2 separate regions of the Sminthopsis crassicaudata genome follow, and region 1 is linked to region 2. A link is a contact called in public Hi-C data. All regions are on one chromosome and are shown on one strand. The core of a region is the stretch at or near the end of the contact, and the rest is flanking DNA. Distances in the headings are between cores, read along the strand shown.

The links. A called contact is a pair of places that touch in the nucleus more often than the background predicts.
Region 1: a contact with region 2 is called in a Hi-C map of hippocampus, with 3 times the contacts expected there. The contact joins the promoter of FKBP11 here to the promoter of DDN in region 2. A contact is called at or near these places in 2 of 2 Hi-C or Micro-C datasets (fibroblasts and hippocampus).

The regions. Positions count from the first base shown.
Region 1 is chr5:233,026,386-233,029,497 of ASM4859323v1, reverse strand. FKBP11 (FKBP prolyl isomerase 11) reads right to left here and starts at 1,413. Exons shown (of 6, transcript XM_074270503.1): 1 at 1,135-1,413; 2 at 881-946; 3 at 474-561; 4 at 27-60. The coding sequence starts at 1,269. It overlaps LOC141544398 (a long non-coding RNA gene), which reads left to right and starts at 851. Exons shown (of 2, transcript XR_012482592.1): 1 at 851-965; 2 at 1,636-3,112.
Region 2 is chr5:232,869,190-232,872,487 of ASM4859323v1, reverse strand. It overlaps DDN (dendrin), which reads right to left and starts at 1,338. Exons shown (of 3, transcript XM_074270490.1): 1 at 996-1,338. The coding sequence starts at 1,030. PRKAG1 (protein kinase AMP-activated non-catalytic subunit gamma 1) reads right to left here. Exons shown (of 12, transcript XM_074270495.1): 8 at 3,165-3,291; 9 at 2,859-3,024; 10 at 2,701-2,738; 11 at 2,275-2,421; 12 at 1,483-2,129. The coding sequence ends at 2,025.

The sequences.
Region 1 (3,112 bases), core at 164-2,663, 160 kb before region 2:
GACTGCCCCAACCCAACAAGACTTACCCCACACACATGTCCAGCAGGCTCTGCTCCAGGCCTTAGCAACGGCAGGAAAACAACCAGGGAAAAGACACAACTGAATGGATAGGGAAGTGGAGTCAAGGATTCTCCCACTTCCCTCAAAGCATGAAAACCTTGGTCCCCTTCCCAACCCTTAAAAGTTCTCTAATGTCACAGGGAGAGGAAAGAGAAGTCGGCTGGAAGGAGTTGAGGTGTGAGCTAGAGCCCCTTAGGTTTAACCCTCTATTTTAGAATTTTTGGTTTTTTGTCCCTTTCTTCCTCACAACAAATAAAGTCACCGGCACAGGAAGGCCCAGGAGCCAGATTCCAAAAGCAATTCCTCGGAAGCAGGCACTGCCTCTGGAGGGCCGATGCCAGATGCCAGCTCGGAGCATCCTACTAGAAGGGATTAGACGCGATCTTTGGGCAAAAACTCTAGAGTAGGGATACCTGGGATGACCTGCTTTTGACCAAGCTCTATAACCAAGGGGTCCCTGGTGAGTGAGGTGTCAACTATTCGTCCATCTTCAAGGCTGCCCTGAGGGAGAAGACATCATCAGCAACCACCAGATTATTTTCCCCTAACATGGCCACCCCTGCACCCCCAAATCTCAGAGAATCCCCACTGCCTCCAGGGGCTTATCGTACTCTAGGGGAGCCCCAACAAGGTAGGACCCCGTTCATAATAGTCGGGAGGTGTCCTAGTTGGAGAAAATAAGACCACCCCCGCCACGTGCTCCCGGGGCCAGGGGAGGGGGCGGGGCAGCTCCCACTCTCTTAGCTCCTCGCCACGTGTCCCAGTTAAAGCTGACGTGTTTCCGCGGGGCCCCACCCCCAATCCCAGACGGGCTCTTCACCGTATAGTGAATGTGCAGCGTATCTCCGAAGGCGGCGGGCTCGCGGCAGGCCTCCGGGGGCTCTACCTACAACAGATCCCGGGAGGCAAGGCTTGGAGAGAGGGACAGGAGGAGGAGGAGAGGGAGGGGGAGGAGGAGAGGAAGGGGGAAGGGCTCGCTTCTCCCGGGGAATGCGGGGTGCCCCCACTCTCAGTACCCCAGGAGGAGGGGTCCGGAGGTACAAGGGCGGGGTCGGGGGGCGCCTCCCCTCTCACCAGGGTTTCTAGTTGGAGAGTCCGGATGGAACTTTCAGTTTCATCCTCGGGCTCCGCGAGACTGCTCGTGCCTCCCAGAAGCAGCAGCAGCAGGAGCAGTGGCGGAGACTGGAACAGGAGCGGCTTGGGGGCCATGGCAGGACGTGGGGCGTGGGCACGTGTGGGCACCGGGTCGCGCGGCCGGGGCAGGCAGCGAAGAAGAGCGGAGAGTCTTGGGAGCCCCAACCAGGCTGGACAGGATGGGGCGGAACGGGCTCCTCCTCCGCCACCCCTCCCCGGGACCGGGCCCCACCTCCCACCCAGTTAGGAGCCGGCTGCAGGGAGGTGCTTCCCTGCCGGGGGGGGGGGGGGGGGGGGGGAAGGGGGGGAGAAGAGAGGGGGGGGAGGGGGGAAGCCAACCCTAAACCCAAATCCAAGACTTTGAACCTGATCGAGGTGGCGCCGGGCCCATACCGAAGCCAGAGCCCTAACATTTTCCCCACCTTCCTGCCATTATTATAGCACCTCAGAATTGAGAGATGGAAGAGATTTGATTCAACTGAACCCAAAAGAATCCTCGTTATCACACACCCAACAAGTGGCCGTCCCATTGAGGGAGGGGAGAAAAACTGGCGAGGAGAAGCCCCCGAGGCGGTGTACGTCCCCCACGTCGGCCTCTCGGCCGCCAATTTATTGTTTCTGGAGGTCCGAGATCCTAGTATTTCCATGACCAACCATCACGTAACTGCAGTTCTATTCTTCCGGACTAAACATCCTCAATTCCTTCTCTGGCCTTATTTCTGGTTGCCCTCCGCTGAATGTAGCTCATATTTCTCAAACTGTGGTGCCCAGAACGGACATGGTCCGATGAAGGCAGAGCGCCGTCACCTTCCCAACTCAGCCAAGGTTACATCAGTGTTTTTGGTTTTGGCTACCGCGTCCCACAGCTCACTCGGATTTGAGTTAAATAAACCGTCTTCCAATGGCCGCATAACTGCATTCTCCAGCCTAAACTTTTTTATTTGTAATTTTTAATTTTAAACTTAAATACAAAATGAGGGGGGAAATTGCCATGTACACAGCAGACCAGAAGAGATTAATATAAAACAATAAATTTTACGTTTGAAAAAACCCTCTATACTATTGTTTTCAAAGCTGTCCAGCTTTTCTTTGCTTTCTTGGTTTTCTTTTGTTTTCTGTTGTACACCTTTTACTTTACCTTTTCCCTTCCCTGCACAAAAGGCGGCCACAATTAAGGGTGGATATACCTACACATACATACATACACACATACACGTAAGACTATCCTGTGCATACTCCCTTTTATCTTGTGTTTCTCGGAAGGAATTCCTTCATAAATCCAAGTCTTTCCATATTTTTCTAAATTAACCAGCTCATAATTTCCTACACCACAGCAATATTCCCACCCAATCACATCCTGAGTTTTATGAAAGTTTTCCCCCAAATTTTCTGCATTCCTTCTGGTCTTTTCTACATGGGTTTTATTTATGCAAGAAAATTTTAACTTAAAATAATCAAAATGATCCTTTTTATACTTCAAAAATACTCTTCCCTTATGTAGTTTAAGGTCTGATGCTTCTGAATCTACTTCCATTACATTCCATTACTTCAATTACATTGTTGATCTTTTGTTCTTCCAGATGAACTGTATTATTCTAATAGTAATTTTTTTGAGTAATTTAATTGGGATGATATCGAATAAGCATAGTGGACAGAGCACCAGCCCAGAAGTCAGGAAGATCTGAGTTCAAATTTGGCCTCAGACACAACACTTCCTGTGTGTGACCCTGGGCAAGTCACTTAACCTCAATTGCCTCAGGAAAAATAATTGTCATTAAAAAAATAATGGCTTTATCTACCCATGAGCAATAAAAATTGCTTCAGTTATTTAAATCTGCATTTATTTGTATGAAAAATGATGTTCATATAGTTCTTGTGTCTGTTTTGGTGGTATGCAACCAGGTATTTTATGCTGTCC
Region 2 (3,298 bases), core at 89-2,588:
CAGATGGCAAGACATCCTGATTTATTTTAATCTTTTTTTATGAGGCAATTGCAGTTAAGTGACTTGTCCAGGATCATACAACCGGGAAGTGTTAAGTATTTGAACTCAGGTCCTCCTGACTCCTGGGCTGGTACTTTATTCACTGTGCTATCTGCCCCATCCTGAAATGTTTAAAAAAAAAAAAAAAAAAAAAAAAAAAAAAAACCTTTGCATTTTCCCTTAATTAAAACATAAGGGGTAGGTATCCGGTGGGGGGTGTGGGGGTGTGGTCTAGCATTGGTTGTTACCACTATAGAGAATAGATCAACTGAAGGTATTGTCTACTCTTTTTCAAACCTCCTCTGAAATGTCCACTCCCACAGAGGCAGATACAAAAAATTCAAGCATCCCAATTCCAAATCTTCCATTTTCTCATTTCCTCTTTAGAGAAAGAATCTCAATACATTACTTATCTGCCTAATTTTCCCATTCAACCACCCCATTCCTGCCCTGAATCCCTGTACTTACATGGCTCCAGCAATCGTGATAGCAAAGTAAGAGTGAAAGTCTTATCCTACTAGAATCCTAGGTCTTTTTAAAGTTTCTTCTCCAAACTCTCCCCCACTACTCTGACCCCATGGAATGTGCATACTTTCTAACTCACTAATCAACTCAGAAACCTCCCTCAGTTTCAGGAATGTGCTGTTCGGCCTTGTGTAGAATGATGTGATAGTGGCCCATCACAGTAGGATATCTTTAATTAGGGATTATATCCCAGGACCTGTACCACTTCCCCACAAAAGCATACCTTTTCTTCCACAACTTTCCTAACCTGAAGTTTGAGAAAAGTAGCATAGGGAAGATTAAGTCAAGAATCCAAAATGAGTTATTCTAAAACTATCAAACAGAAAAATTCAAGAAAAGCAAGATTGAGCAGAACTCTAGCATTTGACTCCCACTGTCTACCCAACCCCCAACCCTTCCATCAGCTCCTATCCCAGGTCTCCCTAACTCACTGTTCCAGGTGCCATTTGATGGCTTCTGTCTGCATGTCCGTAGTCAGGAAAGTGAGGATTAAATGTGTAACTCTGTAGCTGTTTCTCTCCCTACCCTCCCAAAGGCAGCAGAGACAATAAAAGGGATTTGTAAACTCACACACTGTGCCAGTTCAGCAGAATCAAAGCCTAGTCCTGCCTTCCCAGCACCACTTGGAGGGAGGATTTCCTAGAACATTCATGGCAGGGAGGTGTACTGGGAGATGGTGCTGGGAACTAACTCCTGAATGCCTGAAGAAGAAAAGGGACCTAACAAGGGATTAAGCTCAGGTTCCAGTCGTAACAGAGGGAAAGAAGACTGGGGGCATAGAAAGGCAAAGTTTGGATAAAGGAGAGATGTGGAATGTAATAAATCTATTCTAGGAGAAGGATGTGTGTGGGGCCACAGGTGCAGAGGTCAAGGACATCAGTGCTGAAAGCTCCAAAGAAAATACAACACCAAAGGATATAGATGTCCTTGTCATTTTAATTAGTATCACTATGAAAAATAAATCTGAACCAGCCTTTCTGAACTTCCCTTTCCAACTCCCCAAGACATGGGAAGCAAAGCAGGGGAAAAAAAGATCAAGAATTCAAAGGCTACGTACTCCCTCCTCACAAACATCATTATAGGAGGAAATGGCACTATTCTCCCCCTCCCGCAACTCCTTTTGTAGGAGGAAGAATAAAAACATATTTTACCAAGTTTCATGGTACATTATTTCAGGAGAACGAATTAGAGTATTTGCTGAGAGGATTGGGAATCTCTTAGAGATCAGAATTAATTAAGATGAGGGGTGCCCAGTATTTCAGGCAGAGGACCAGTGTAGATGATGGGTGCCTAGAGGTTACTCCTTCAAAGTGTGCCGGTTTCTGTGTTTTCCAACACCTTTATACTGGCTCTGTAAGGTAGGGTGAGTGGGTAAGCTTCATAAAAGGGTTCCAAGCCTCTAATATCCCAGCCAACTAATCAGAGGTATAGTGCATTCTATGTATTCCTCCCAACTCAGCTCATGGTTTCTCTCCACCTCTGAGCACCAAGGCCTGTAGTATGTCAGAGAGTGACACGATGCCCTTTACCACATTGTTTTCTTCCACAACCACCAGCCGGTGAACCTGATAGAGGATGACAAGAGAGAAAAGAAATGTTCTTTCAGTCTAACCTCAATGATGAAACTTCCCTATTTCCAAGCCTCCCCCTTCAATCTAAGTAGTCATGGTTTTCCCTTCTTTCCCAACTCTTTTGATTCTCCTTCCCCACCTCAGCTTCCACCAGCCTGTTAATGATGGTTTCCAGAGTTTCATGCTGGTAGCACTTGAGTACACCCTCAAAATAGTGGGATCGATGCTGTAGTGCTTTTGTCACAGATATATCCAAGTTGTTATAGGTCTTTTCAGCTGCCAAGTTCTGGGAAAATGAGGGCAAAGAGCCCAAAAAGCATGGTTTCCAATTCCTCAAACCCCATTCCATCCCACTCCATCCCCCTAGAAATGGAGAGTTCAGAACTGGGTCATCTCCCAAGCCACACTTAGTGAGTAAGGGATTCAGTTCTTTTTTCACATCAGGATGTGGAGGCCAGTGTCTCCAAAGCTCCGGAACCCACAAAGAATTTCCTCCATTTCCTTCCCACATTCCCCAATCCCTCCTTCCTTTTCCCTACCACCTGGTCCCTCTGAAGTCACTCACAATGACATCAAATTTGGAGTAGATATCCACCACACGCCCTGTGAAAATAACCAGGGCTTGGAATCCAGCAATGGAAAGCCCGTCACTGCCCACAAGACATCCCTGGGGACACAGACTTCCCCTTCCATCCCTTCTTTTCTCTCTCCCCAATTTCTTACCTTTCTCATCTACCACAGGCAAGGCAGAAACCCGGTGCTGCACAAAGATGCCCAATGCAACATAGACAGGTGTGGTGGTACGCACAAGAGCAATGTTGGCATAAGTGCCTATCTGGAGCTCCTCCAGAGACTTAGACATGAAGTCCGGTTTAGGAAACTCTGCAATCTGGTGGGGAGACCAATAACTAGGCTTCCAGGTCCTCCAAATGGCCCTCACACACCAAGTCCCCAACTCAGCCCCGCTGGGCTTGAATGCAGTATATGTTGTAATGGGAGAAGTCAGAGAGGAAGAGAAATAGCACTTACAAAGAGCTTGAGGAACTTGAGGATACGTTTGTGGGTGAGGATATACAGAGTGTTGCCAGAATCAGGGTCAATGACTGGCAATCTATGGATCTTATTTCGGATCAGTGAGGAAACAGCATCAAAAAGGCTGTGTA